5 separate regions of the Mus musculus genome follow, and all the other regions are linked to region 3. A link is a contact called in public promoter capture Hi-C data. All regions are on one chromosome and are shown on one strand. The core of a region is the stretch at or near the end of the contact, and the rest is flanking DNA. Distances in the headings are between cores, read along the strand shown. Region 1 holds the start of B3glct (beta-3-glucosyltransferase). Region 2 holds the start of Zfp655 (zinc finger protein 655). Region 3 holds the start of Pan3 (PAN3 poly(A) specific ribonuclease subunit). Region 4 holds the start of Atp5j2 (ATP synthase, H+ transporting, mitochondrial F0 complex, subunit F2). Region 5 holds the start of Pdap1 (PDGFA associated protein 1).

Region 1 (2,700 bases), core at 157-2,656, 2.2 Mb before region 3:
GACCAGTTCTCTGATTTTCCCGGAGGCCTCAAGGTTCCGCGGGGCACCCCGGTCCTCCCTCCCCTCCTTGCCCAACTGCATTAGGAGGAAGGCAGGCCAAGTTTGTAGGTTCCTAGGGAGTGGTACACAAAGAGAGGAGGTCTCTGGGAAATTGCAGGAGCTGAGGGTACAGGGTGGGGGTGACGCAAGGGATACGGGGAGGGGGGCGCGCCTTGGGGCGTGCTAATGGCTGTATCAGGGTTCTGTAAAGCTGGGTAGGGTCTCAAGGAACACACGATGGGATGCATGGAGTATTTAAGGCAAAACGGTGTGTGCTTGACTGGGGCGATGGGCGGGGGTGGGGGTGGGGTGTAGATAGTGGGACACCGGTCATGCACAGCAGGAGATCCAGGGTACATACGGAGGAGTGGGAAAAGGGGTGCCCATGGCCGAGTGCAGGTTGTCCACAACAGGAGGTACAGGGTGCACAGGGCGGAACACGGGGGATGCACAAGGTAGAGAGCGGGGTGCACACAGTGGGATGCGGGGTATGCACGGTGAGGTGGGATACGGTATTCAAGGTCGGGAGGGGTGAAACTTGGGATATGCACCTCCAGGCACTGGGAATGCACATGGAGGATCGAGGGGTGTGCACAAGGTGGGGCGCGGGGATGCACATCTAGGGGTATGGGATGCACAACTATGGGACCCATGAGTGCACAGCTGTGGGACACAGGGGCACACGGTAGAGAGCAGGGGGTGTACGGCCGGGCACGGAGTAAGCACAAGCAGAGGGTGCACACGGTGGGGCGCACGGAGTGTACACAGTGGGGCGCAGAGTGCACACGGCGGGCCGTGGCATGAATGCCGTGGGGCGTAGGATAGCTACGGTGGAGTGCGGAGTGCACACCGCGGAGCGCGGCAAGCATTCGGCGGGGCGCTGGGGGCGCACAGGGCGGGGTGCTCATAGTGGGGCGCGAGGTGTGCACCGCAGGGCGCACGGGCGGCGCGCAGGGGCGGGAAAGGCGCGGCCTCTTGTAAAGTTTCTAGCAGTTGCGCGGCTCTGGCTCCCGACCCGGCCGCGCCCTCCCCACCAGCCCGCGTGCCCCGGCGGAAGGAGGCGGAGATGGAGAGGGCGCGGGCCGAGGGTGGCGCCACTAGAGGGCGCTGCGGCCGGGACGGGGCGGGACGGGGCGGGCGGCAGCCGGAACCGCGCGGGGGTGGCCAGCAGCCCCGGGACTCCCTCCCCGCGCCCGCCCGGGCCGCTCGCTACTTACCCGCGGAGCAGCTGAACAGCGCCAGCAGCGCGGGAGGCCGCATCCCGGAGGCAGAGGCTCCGCGCCCTTCCCGGAGCCGAGCTGCGCGGACGCCCTGCGCGCCTGACCCTTCTCGCGCTCCCCTCCTCCTTCCCGGCGCCGCGCCGGCTCGGGCTGCGCCCTCTGGCGGCCGGGATCGGGAGCGCCCCGGTGTACGCTCGCAACCGGCGCGGTTGTAGGTGGTCCTGCTGCCCAGCTGGACCGCGCCCTCCTCTGGGCATCTGACCTCAGAGCTTCTTTTCTGACCCTCTGACAAACTCTGCCGTCATGCCCTTCGCTTCCCAGAACTTCTTTCCCCATCCCTAGCAGTAGATCACCCTTACTGTCCTCAAAGTGAAGGAAGAAGGATCGTTTTTTTCTTCCCTGCTAATGGACTATCTTCAGTTTTTATAAAAAGCAAAATCGATAATTCAACTCTTAATATTGTTGGCACCGATGTTCTACTTTGATGAAGGTGTTTTTAATCAGCTCAACTAATTTACTTAATATCCTCTTCTTAAATGGAATTTGATTAATAGCTTTGGCCCGGAGTTTTGCTCTTAATAGATGTTGGTGTAAAGCTAAATTTTTATTAATGTTATTTTGAGTGTTCACTGTGATGGAAGAGAGAGGGTATTCAAGATACTTGATGAAAATGAATCAATTAAGAACACAGAGAAGAGTGAGGTGGAAAAGTCACATAAGCAGAGTTCCTTCCAGCACAGAATCCTGAAGGGTCTCCCTCCCACCCTGGAAGAGTTCCACCTGAGGACCTTACAGTTACATTGTAGTGAACCAAAGAGGGAAACAATTACAGGGAAGAATTAGAGGGACCCTTCCCAGAAACACAGTTTCTCCTGCATCTCCAAGGATGTAAAAAAGACTGACTGAGCAACCCTGGCTTGTGTTTAGATGATGCGAGGCTAGAGGGCAGCTAGAGTTGCCTTTCAGCCACTGTGGTCACAGGACAAATGACTCACCGAACATCTCCCCCAACCACAGGTAGTAAAACTCTAGGGCAAGCCTGCTCATAAAGACTTTGGCAGTCATATTTCTTAGTTTCTGTGTGTTTCTTGTTGACTGGTGCCAGTCTCTTGACTGATGAAGACCAGCGCTACAGTTTTTCCAAATTCTTGGTTGGCTGCTTTAACTCCTTGGGCTTTCTTGGGAAGTTCTAAAGCTGATAGACAGTTTCCCATTGCTAAAGTTTTCTAGCATTCTCCTAGGAAATATTCCTTCCCTTTGTTAGACACCGTACCTATAAACAAGATGTAAATAGAGAGAAAAATCTAGTAGCCAAGTAACACAACTGAGGACCCTACTTTGGTAGCAAACAACTTTGAGGGCTTAGTGGATCAGACTTTTCATTGAAATTATCCTGGAAGGATGGAGAGGTGACTCAGTGATTAAGACCATGTACTACTCT
Region 2 (2,700 bases), core at 188-2,687, 2.2 Mb after region 3:
AAAAAAAAAAAAAAAACCAGCCTGAAGGTGGTAGTACAAGCCTTTAATTCCAGCACTGGTGAGGCAGAAGCAGGTAGACACGAGTTTGGAGCTAACCTGATCTACATTCCAAGACAGCCAGTGCCTCAGAAAGAAACCCTGTCTAGAAACCCAGCCCCACTAGATTTTAGTTGTCACAGTCCACAGACTTAAGTTTCTCTAAATGTAATTAAGTAAAGTGCATGGTAATTAGGGCCCAAGAAGGGTTTAAAACCTAAAAAGTTACCAAAATAAACAAAAAGAAAAACACAGAAGCAGGAGATGCCTGTAATTTAAGGGTAGAGTACTTCCTAGTATGCACAAGGCCCTACCTTCAATCCATAACAACCTCCCCCTTCACAAAAAAACAAACATGAGTACCATTCGGTTTCAAAACTTAAAACCCAAACAGGAAGGTGTAAGAATTCGATATTACTCAGACTCTACTGAACAATCCCAAATCTGTGGTTTAAAATATATGTGTGTGTGTGTGTGTGTGTGTGTGTGTATCGCTGGGCGTGTAATCCCAGCTCTCGGAAGATTTAGACAGGAGGTTCAGAAGTTCAAGGTTAGCCTCAAAGCTGTCTTTTAAAAACCCAAACCAAAACAACAACAACAACAACAACAACAAAATAGCTACCATTAAAAGAATTTTTTTCAACACAGTACAACTGCGTAAACCTTTCCATGGAGCGTCCTAAGTAATTTAGAGGCTCAAGCTGAGACCCAGTGAAACACGCCAGATAAGATTACTCATTGTTTTTCTCAAAAGCAGGCCCCTTAGGAATCATGTGGTAAGCGGTAAGGCCGTTCTGCATTACTCAATGGGCCCCGATGAATAATGATACAACTCACTTAGGAGACAGACCCTTAGGGCAGGCTGGTCGAGCCACCTGCGCGCAGCACGAGGGAGGGCTGCGAGGAGCCTGGTGTCCTTCAGATCCAAGGACGAGCCCGGGTTCCGTCCACCGTCCACCGTCCACCGCCCTCCGCCAGGCTCCCGGCCCGTCCGCAGGCCTCGCCCAGAGCCACCCTCCGCCTACCTCTCTCTTGGGCAAAGGTTCGGTCCCCAGAGGGCGAAGCGGGCCACAAGACCGAGCTGCCACCCGGGCCCGGCCACTGGGTTCGCACCACGGGGCCACCCCGGCTCCCCGGGCTCCGCGACGAACCCGGGAAGAGGGGAAAACAGGGCCGCGAGCCCGGCCTTCCGCGCGCCCCAGCTCCGGGAACAGCCGTCAGCCCGCACGCGGCGCCTCCTGCGCGTCCGCCCCGCGGGCCAAACAAGCGGTCGCTCCCACGGCGACGCGACAACGGTTCCCCGGGACTCACCCAGGTGGAGAGGCGGGCCTGGAGACTGTCCCGTCACGGAGGCGCTCCTCGCTCAGCTGCACCAGCCTGTCCGGGGCCACTCTCTCGACTGCCAGAAGGCTGACGCCTTACGTCACTTCCGGCGACGGAAGTCCACGGGAGGGCGGTCCCGGGTGAGGTTCCCGGATGAAGAGCAGGGGTGAGGGTGTCCCGGGTCGAGCTGTCAGCTGACGGACACGGGATGCGGTCTCGTGGGTGGGGTCCGCAGCATCGCTAGATAAGGCCTTAGTTGCTGTTGTGCTTCGCTTTCTCGAGGTCGCACAGCCCTCCCTGCTGATTAGGGCGCATCTTACACCAGGAGGGCGACAGAGGTTGGGAAAGAACTCCCGACTCCTCCCGGGCCGCAAGAGCGTGCAGGAGGATTCCTAAGCAGAAGATGAAATACCACCCTCGTGTCTAATACTGGTTTGGTCCGGCTTTATTTCTCCTAGGAAGTGCCTGACCCCAAATTGCCCACAGAAAGGGACATACTAGGTGTTGCCCTGCCTGGAAGGGACAAACGTTTTCCCCAAGAGGATTCGCCCAAGGTCACCAAGATTTTCCTGTCAGGCCCTACTTTGAGTCCCACCCTTTCCTTCATGTTTGATTCTTTGCCTACCATGAGGTGAGCAACTTCTTCCAACAGGAGTTCTTCGCTGTGTGCAGCTTCACTGTAGACACAAAGGGAGCAAGTTTAACTGAGAACTGTTTGAAACTGTGACACAAAAATCTCTCCTCAAGCTTGATTATCTCAACTATTTTTGCAATAGTAGATGCAAAGCCAAGACTCCCATAATTTTGTTCCCCTGGAAATTAGTGAAGCTCAGAATCTTGTAATTTACAATCTTATAATTATCTAGTATTAGGAACAACTGCTACATAAATCAAATATTTTAAAATACTGCCCAAGGGCTGAAGACGTGGCTCAGTGTTGAAGAGCACTGTTGCACTTCCAGAGTACAAAGGTTCGCTAAGTTCCCAGAACTCAAACTGTGGCTAACAACCCTGTCACTAGGTTCTAGAGGTGGATCTAATGCCCTCTGACCATGGGAGACGCTGACCACCCCAGGTGAACATATATGCATGCAGGCAAAGGATACACATATAAAAAATTATTTGGCTTGGAGAAATGGCTTACCAAGTAAAAGCCCTAACTGTTCTTGCAAAGGACCGGAGCTCAGTTCCTAGTTCCCACGGTGGCTCACAACCAGTGTAACTCCAAATCCAGAGGGTTGGATGGTCTCTCTTGGGCTCCTGTCACACATTTGGCACAGTGCACACATATGCACACACATACACACACAAAATAAAAATAAATCTTAAGGGAAAAAAAAA
Region 3 (2,700 bases), core at 90-2,589:
CCCTGGCCCCGGACATCCTTTAGAAGGAGTTCCCAGCCGGCAACTTTCGGCAGCCCGCGCTCCACGCGAGCACGCACCGACACATGTGCTCGCAGACCCAGCCCCTTTCCACGCACACGCGCGCGCGCGCGCACACACACACACACACACACACACACAAACCCGGAAGCGACACCCCCTTGCTTCCACTCCGCAGCCCATCCCCCCTGCTCCCCGCACCCCACTCCCAGCGCCCCCCACCCCACCCCAATTACACCACGACCGTCCGTCCACCCACGCTCCCGGGAACCCGCCTCCCCTAGCTCCGGGGTTTGCCCCGAGCGGCGGAGCCCAGAGAGGAAACAGGAAGAAGGAAGGAGGGCTGCGCAGGGCCTAGGCCTCTCCTGCGGCCCGGAGGTGAGGGGAAGCGGGCAGGCTCAGGCCTCCTCCCCGCGCCCGGACCGCACCAACCCCGCACCGCACCACCCCGCCCGGGCCTCACTTACTCGCCACCCGCGGGCCATCGAGTCCGCCGCCCGCGGTCGCCGCCCCCGGGACGCCCAGCTCCGGCTTCTTGGGCCCCGCGGGCGGCCCCGCTCCCCCGCCCGGGAGCGCTCCCGGAGGAAAGGCGGCCCCGGCCGCGGCCGCTAGCGCCAGCGGGACGCTGTTGCTATGGAGGCCAAGCCCCGGGGCCGCGCCGGCGGCTGGGTCCTCGTGCAGGAACTGACACTCCTCGCCGTAGAAGCACGTCTTGTCCTTGGCGTAGTAGCGGCAGTACTTGAGCTTCACGCCCGCCGCCGCCGCCGGCCCGCCGGGGACGCCCCCGACGCCCGACGAGGCCGCCACCGCCACCGCCACGGCCGCCGCCAGCGAGGACGACGACGGCGAGGCAGCGGCCGAGGGCGGCGGGAGGCCACCGCCGCCGCCACTGTTCATGGCCACGCCGCAGCCGCGTCCCCCGCCGCCACCATAGACGAGGGCGGGAAGGAGCCGCCGCCGGAGCCGGATGGAAGCCGGGCGGGCGGGTTGGGCCCCGCTGAGGGAGCCGGAGCCGCCCGGGGAGGGGGAAGGGCGGGCGGGCGGCGAGCAGGGATTCTCCCTCTCCCTCTCCGCTGTCCTTAAAGGGGCCGCGCGGGACGCCGCGGTGGGCGCGCGGCCGGGGCTGCGGGGAGAAACGACCCTGAGGCGGCGGCGACCGGAAGCTGTGGGGCAAAGGCACGGCGGGAGGGAGCCGCCGGTTTGTTTTTAAACTCTTGCCCTCCGCTCGCTCGTCGGCTCGCGCTCCGGGTCCTCCCGACTTGTTTATGCCATTTTCCTCTTCCTGAGACGCTCGCCGCCTCTGCGCCTGCGCGAGTGGCGCGGGGCCTTGTGGGTAGGAGGCCTGGCCCGGGGGTGGGGGACCGCAGGCGTGGCCCCCACGGGGCGTCCGCGAGCTGACCGGAGGCGGTTGCTTCAGCCCGAGCCCTCGGAGGGAGGCCTTCCCCACGGCGGCGGCGCCGAGGCTCTCACGAGACCCGGTGGTAGTCCGCTTGGAGGGGAAAACACAAAATGACAGTCCGTCTCAGGTCCTTGGAAGGGGACGCAGCCCAACCTCGCTCCCCGGAGAGGAGAGTTTGCTTCCGTTTGTCACGTTTCCTCTCCCTTTCCCTGTGCTCCGCCACCCCTCTAGCCTTTGTTTTTTTTTTTTTGTTTTTTTTTTTTAAATCCTCCCCCTCGAAGGTGATGGACTACTGGCCAGATAGCCTTAGCTTCTGGGCTCTTTGTCAAAAGATGGAGCCAGAACCCTGGATGCCACCAAACCCCTGCTTAGAGCAGCACCTGTTTCCTCCGCTTTGATGGCCCTCGGGATTTTTTTCTCTCAAAGGTGCCACCTGGGACAGTGCTACCTTGGCAGCACGGGAAGACCCAATTCCAAATGTGCTGGAATGTTTTCCTACTCTGCATTCGAAATTCACTTTTTAAAAAAAAGTTTTCCCCTCATTGATTTCCAATTTGCTCCCCCCACCACCACCTTTTTTTAAAGGGGAGAGGCGTGAAGACAATTGAACCGCAGTGAAGTGAAAAATTGATATTAGGGTTTTAGAAATCTTCTCTAAAAGATTTTCTCAAAAGACAAATCCCTGTTATGAAAAGGACGGGTGTGGGCAGCATTTAAGGAATCGTGGCAGCCTGACGAAGTCACAAAAGAATATATAAAGTTTCACACTGCCAAAAGGGTGAGGTTGAGATGCATGCTATATAGATCCCAATCTGGTAAGCCTAGTGATGCTGCCCAGGGAAATTCTAAGCTGCTATCTCTGCGTGGACGCAGTGTTCACTCATTTAAATATCCAACAGGTATTTGTTAATGTTAATTACATGTTCCCAAGGAGCTGGGGATGCAAAAGTTAACCAGATGCAGTCGGACCTGAATTCAGAGGGCTTATTTATCCTCCGGCTAATGAGGCATAAGATGTGAATTAGTGTCTAGTGTTAACATCAGCTGTTAGAGGGGATTTAAAGAGTTGAACTCCTACTGAGAACTGTTGGGGAGTGGGGAGAGTGTTTACAGCATCCTTGAATTCAGACCTGCCTTTGGAACCTGCTTGCTTCTCTGTGTCTCCTTTGTACATTTGAGATTAAGTAAGTATCCACTTCATAATGAGCGAAGTGGTTCATAAAAATGTCCCGTGTTTGGGAAGAATTCAATCTAGCACTTGCTTTTTATTGCTGCTAGGTGTG
Region 4 (2,700 bases), core at 19-2,518, 2.2 Mb after region 3:
GACCATGTCCAGTCAGATGCCCATGTTAAGTCTACTTCTCTCTGCTCTTCCAGATGCCTCTGGCTGTTCCCTCTCACTCATATTTACAATAAACATCCCCTCTCCTGGGGGCTGGAGAGATGACTCAGTGGTTAAGAGCACCGACTACTCTTCCAAAAGTCCTGAGTTCAAATCCCAGCAACCACATGGTGGCTCACAACCACATGTAATGAGATCTGACGCCCTCTTCTGGCGCATCTGAAGACAGCTACAGTGTACTTACGTATAATAAATAAATAAATCTTTAAAAAAAAATCCCCTTTCCTTATGGGGGCTGGAGAGATGGCTCATCTGTTAAGAGCACTATCTGCTCTTTCAGAGGACCCAGGTTTCATTACCACAAATCACATAGGAATTCACTACTGTCTTTCTAACTTCAGCTCCAGGGGATCCAATGACCTCTTTTGACTTCAGTGGGCCCTGCATGCATGTGGTACACAGACATATATGTAGGCAAAACACCCATGTACATAAAAATAATTTTAAAAACCTTCACCTTAATTATACCATGGAGTGGTTATGTCAGTTTATACAGGCAGTGCACACATATAATTCCCATACATGAGTTGTCACTGCTAAAAGTTTCAGGCCAACCCAAAACATATACTGATTTCCAGGCTAGACTAACTCTGTTATTGCATACAGTCTTGCTGTATTTCAGGCCCAAATTTGGGAATTAATGGCAAGATAATGCCTGTAGCTATATAGTAGTCTGACTTTGGCGCTAACATGGCTTAAATCTAATACTTCTGATTTTGGGTCAAAAAAACTACCTTTACGAGCTTTAGAAAATACCCATTTAAGCAGGTGTCAGCTGTGGAGGCGTGTTTGCAATCATCATGGAAACCACTTAAGCATGTGGAGTGGAACTTCAGAGGGATTTGGGGGTCAGAGCAGTGAATAGCAAGTAAAAGGGACTGGGGAGGGTTAAAACAAATGTTCCTATTCAAGGCTTCTCTGCTTTTCTTTCTTTTCAGCATTGGGAATGGAACCAGAGCCTTAAGCACTCCGGGACTGAGCCACACCCCTAAGCCTCTCATTCCTCATGAGAGATCCAAAAGTAGAAGGCAAAAAGTCAAAAGGTCCCTTTTCTCTTTTGTCCTTTGCTTCCGCCTGGGATAGGTCTCAAAATGCTCTACCTAAGTGGTGATCTACTTCCCATGAGCCTCTGCTTCCCGCTCCGGCAGGGGTGCGTGCGCCCTTCCCAGCAGCCTTTGCGCGCGGCTGGAGTTCTGCGGACACCAGGACTTCAAGATGGCGTCACTCGGTGAGTACTCGGCCCTTTCCTGGCCTTGGGGTTGGAAGCCCGATTTGGGCACAGGCTCCAGGGCCACAGTGGGGTGAGAAGGAACCGCGGGAACTCTTGCTCTTCACCCGGGGCTTCACTGAAGCCTCCCCGGAAGCGCGCTGGACACTTACTATAAGGTCCTGTGCTCCCGCCCTCCTCCCTCCACTCTGCAGCGGATTTCTGCTGTGCATCGCCTGGCCTGGCGGTGGAAGACCCAGTCAGCACGGAGAGGCTTCTGGGGGCCTGCACATGCGTTGCCCGGAACCATTTGTCTGTCCTTCCGCGGAGGACTAAGCTGCTGCTTTTTCTTCCTGCGCGACTTGACACAGGCAGGGTCACTTGAACCTTTACGCTGGGCAGCGCTTGGACCTCCCTGGAGATGAGGCTTTCAGATTACGGTCCAGGACCAGCGAATGCCTAGAATGGTTCCCGACACCACATTATGTTACATACGTGTCGACTGAATACGCCTACTGGGGTGAAGTGACCTGTTCAAGGTCACCAGTCCTGAGAGAGCCTCGCTGGGATTCAGACCTAGGTTGGCGGGTCTCATGATAAATGAGATTACCTTTCAGAAATGTCCTTGTGACAGACAAGCAGATGTTCCCTTAACACGTACGAGTCAATCTCCACACACATTCATTGCGCACTGTTGGGATTACACATTATTGTTGTTTTTGTTATTATGTGTCCCACACGTGTCTAGGTATGGTCATGGGAATGCTGGAGCTTGTGTCCAGGTTCGAGGACAACTCCGAGGAACTCCAGTAGCCAGGCTAGCCATTTCACAGTTGTCTACCTCCTCCTTTTGAGACAGGGTTTCACCATGTAGCCCAGATTGGTCATGAACTTGCTGCCACAGTCGTGATGTATTAGCGTCTATCTCTGAGTGCTAGGATTACAGGCCTATGCTACTGTACTTAGCTTGTTACAGTGTTCTTTATCTCAGCCTGGGAAGGTGAAGGGGGGGGTGTCTAAAAACGGGGTGTGAAGGAGCTGAGCCTTTTTGATTTGGTTTGGTACTTGGTTTTGCAAGATAGGATTTCTTTGTGTAGCTCCAGCTGTAATGGAACTCATCTGTGGATCCACCTGCTTCTGTCTCCCCAGTACTGGGCTTAAAGGTGTAGGTCACTGCCACCTGGGGCATTAGCAGCTATTTTATCTGTAAAATGGTAGGAGATGGTTAGTGAACACAGCTTTCAGAAGAGACAACGGGAAGAGCATTAATGACACTGCTCAAGAGGCTGAAGAAGCACAATTGTCAGCCTGGGCCTTCCTCTCCAAAAAAAAAGTTGAAAAAATAGAAGTTTTGGATCCCAACCCCTACAGGATTTCTCTGCCACTCTGGCTATCCTTGAACTTGAACTCCACCT
Region 5 (2,700 bases), core at 195-2,694, 2.3 Mb after region 3:
AAGGAAGGAAGGAAAGAAGGAATGCACAATACCTTTGGGTATTGAGAGTAATATAAAAAAAATTCTTGGTCTTCACAGTTACAAAGCTGTGTTCTTGTCCAGATTTACCAACTATTCTGTGACTCTGGGGGAGATCACTTTTCTTCTGCAGTCTTCTGTCTCATCTGTAGAATAAAAGCAGTAGATTACACACGTTAAATAGCCGCCAAAAATCTCTCTTTTTAGAACAACAAAGCAGGCCAGTCAAAATCTAAATAGAAACGCTGTTTTCTTCTTCTTCCGATTGCATAAAGCTTTCTAGCTGGCAAAGAGTAACCTATCAGCATAACAGACTCATCTGCTCAAAACTGTCTTTAGTCCCATCCACTGTATGGTGACTGACACTTTACAATCCCCTATTCCCACACCCCTTCTTAACAATTTAATAAATTAAGAATAAAACTCTTAAGACGTGGACTCAGGGTCACATTGCTGACAACCAGTGAGTCTAACAGATTAGAGGCTCCTGACTTCCCCATCAGTGGTCTTTGCTCTGGTTTTTCCAGCGCTTACGTTAAAAGATAGATTGACTCTGAGCCCTTCCCAGGGCGCACAGCCTGATTAGAGAATCACTTTCTCCTGACCTAGGAGGACTCAACCCGAGAGGCTCTCGGGGCCGGGGAGAGGTAAAACGAAGAGGCGATCGGATCAGGAGGAAAGAGGTGTTGTGTTGGGCTGTTTACAGACGTAGAAGAGCGGGAAAAGGGGTGAACAAGAGCGAAGTTACGGAAGGGACAGTGGCAGAAAACTCAAGAGCAGCATCTGAGAAAAAAAGCGGTGTTTAGACAGAAAACGGTCCCGGAAGAGAAAACGACGTGGGAAAAAAACACACACGCAGAGAGAGAAAGAGCGAGCCCCAAGTTTACCATCCCCTGTGCAAGTCATCGGAGACTCCAGCCTCTGCCGCATAAGCAGCTCACACAGCTCTCCTGCCCGTAACCATTGCCAAAGATACGGTACTCGAGAACCGAGCAGAGAAACACTCACCGGAAACTCAAGCACCTAAGGCCGCTGCTTCTTTATTGACGGCTTCCGCTCCGGCGACAAACTCTTCAGAATAAGGCCCTCGCGGGGCCCCGCCCACCTCGCGCGGAGATTGCGTCATCTTAGGTGTCCCTGGCGCTGCCTTTGTAGAATTCCGTAAACCGTACGGCCCTTTTCCTCTCACTTCCTGTAGGGGTGGCCCACACGGCTACGTGTCTCCTCGGACAGGGACACCGGGGAACGCGGATTCCTGGCAGTACATATTCTGGTCAGGAATTCAGGCACCTCCCAAGACAGCCCGGCCTCGGTGTGAGGTCCCAGATCCTCGCAGCCGTGGCGGCGGTGGCGGCGTCAGTGGCGCGCGGAGAGGGAACCAAGCCGGGCGGAAGAAGTCGATTCCAAGGAGTTTCCGGTTCCGGTGTCAGTTCGAGGCGCCGCCGCCGCCGCTGCAGCCGCCGGAGCCGAGATGCCTAAAGGAGGTGAGGGGGTGGGCGCGCGTGGTTCGCGTGGCTTCTCTAGTGGCGGCCGTAGGCGGGCTGCCGCGGACCCCTCAGCCCGCGGGTCTGGGGCCTCTAAGAGATCCGCGCTGAAGGAGGCCATCCCCGTCGCCTCCCAGCCATGCGTGGGCCTCGACGCTCAATTGTCCTGCCTGGGAAGCCGAGGACCACAGTGGTTGAGGGCCTCTCCGTCGGGGATTTTTGAGGAGACTCACGGGTGCTGGGTCCTTGTCCTTGAGGAGAGCAGGACCCAGGAGTCTCGGCCAAGCCTCCGGAGCATCTGAAGTTTGTCCTCCCATTTGGCTGGCCGGAGACTGAGTCACCGCGTCCCGCGCTGGTGCGGTGCCTGGCTGCCTCGAGCATAAAATGTGGCTTTTGTGGAGCTTTTGAGGAGCCACGCCTGCCTCATAATAAGACCTTGACTTGATGATGTGGGACCTGGCTCTGATTCTCTCCTTGCACCGTAGCCACTAAGGATGTGCTTCTGAGCCAGTCGCCTAACTTCTTTGTGTCCCGGTTTTGTCGTTTCCAAAAAGGGGGTTGGGGTGGGGGACATTGATTATATTTTCCTCCTGTTATGAGAGAGGCATAAACTAGGTAGCCCACGTACTCAGCCCAGTGCCCCGCAGCCCCTAAATGTTCAGCTATTACTGTGTGTAGAGACCAAGAAAACAAGTGTTTCCCATCGTACATTGGTTTCACCCCTTAGAATCAGGGGTTTGAATACCAGATATATCACATCTTAAGTCTGTGGCCTCAAACAAAACTTTTCCAGTTCGTTTTCTTCATCTGAACTACAGGGGTATTAATAAGGCTTAGTTGGATGAGTAGGAGACAGGCGGACAGGAGTTACGGTGGCAGAATAAATCGCTCTAAGGGCCTGGCTAGCTCCCAGCACAGAACAGATGTTCAGTAAATGTTGGCAGCTCACGTGTTAAGCCAGTTAATGCAGTGAGCCCACAGGAACATCTGCCTGGAGATTTTCAAGCTTAAATTGCTTCCTGTCAATATTCAGATATTAGGCTCTACAGGGCCAAGTGTGTCTAAATCTAGTTCTCTGCTGATTTATCCTGCGTCTAGAGGAGCACTGTCTTTGTTTCACAGTCTCATCTTTAAAAGGCAAAGGAACTTTTTTCAGCTCCTGACTCCAAGGTTGAGAATTACAGTTCGGCAGTCTTGA

Evidence for each region. Promoter capture Hi-C pulls out the DNA fragments that hold promoters and counts their contacts.
Region 1: a contact with region 3 is called in a promoter capture Hi-C map of erythroid cells, with 6 times the contacts expected there. The contact joins the promoter of B3glct here to the promoter of Pan3 in region 3. A contact is called at or near these places in 2 of 39 promoter capture datasets (erythroid cells and pre-B cells).
Region 2: a promoter capture Hi-C map of cranial neural crest shows a contact between it and region 3. The contact joins the promoter of Zfp655 here to the promoter of Pan3 in region 3.
Region 4: a promoter capture Hi-C map of liver shows a contact between it and region 3, with 6 times the contacts expected there. The contact joins the promoter of Atp5j2 here to the promoter of Pan3 in region 3. A contact is called at or near these places in 3 of 39 promoter capture datasets (cranial neural crest, erythroid cells and liver).
Region 5: a contact with region 3 is called in a promoter capture Hi-C map of liver, with 5 times the contacts expected there. The contact joins the promoter of Pdap1 here to the promoter of Pan3 in region 3. A contact is called at or near these places in 4 of 39 promoter capture datasets (cranial neural crest, liver, pre-B cells and 1 more) and 1 of 115 datasets of contacts at active chromatin or transcription factors (astrocytes).

The regions. Positions count from the first base shown.
Region 1 is chr5:149,676,936-149,679,635 of GRCm38.p6, reverse strand. B3glct (beta-3-glucosyltransferase) reads right to left here and starts at 1,406. Exons shown (of 15, transcript NM_001081204.2): 1 at 1,257-1,406. The coding sequence starts at 1,299.
Region 2 is chr5:145,230,479-145,233,178 of GRCm38.p6, reverse strand. Zfp655 (zinc finger protein 655) reads right to left here and starts at 1,437. Exons shown (of 4, transcript NM_028298.4): 1 at 1,348-1,437. It also overlaps Gm6287.
Region 3 is chr5:147,428,795-147,431,494 of GRCm38.p6, reverse strand. It overlaps Pan3 (PAN3 poly(A) specific ribonuclease subunit), which reads right to left and starts at 1,339. Exons shown (of 19, transcript NM_028291.5): 1 at 486-1,339. The coding sequence starts at 915.
Region 4 is chr5:145,190,109-145,192,808 of GRCm38.p6, reverse strand. Atp5j2 (ATP synthase, H+ transporting, mitochondrial F0 complex, subunit F2) reads left to right here and starts at 1,268. Exons shown (of 4, transcript NM_020582.3): 1 at 1,268-1,306. The coding sequence starts at 1,294.
Region 5 is chr5:145,138,769-145,141,468 of GRCm38.p6, reverse strand. Pdap1 (PDGFA associated protein 1) reads left to right here and starts at 1,444. Exons shown (of 6, transcript NM_001033313.4): 1 at 1,444-1,502. The coding sequence starts at 1,490. It overlaps Bud31 (BUD31 homolog), which reads right to left and starts at 1,093. Exons shown (of 6, transcript NM_001310771.1): 1 at 1,027-1,093; 2 at 33-164.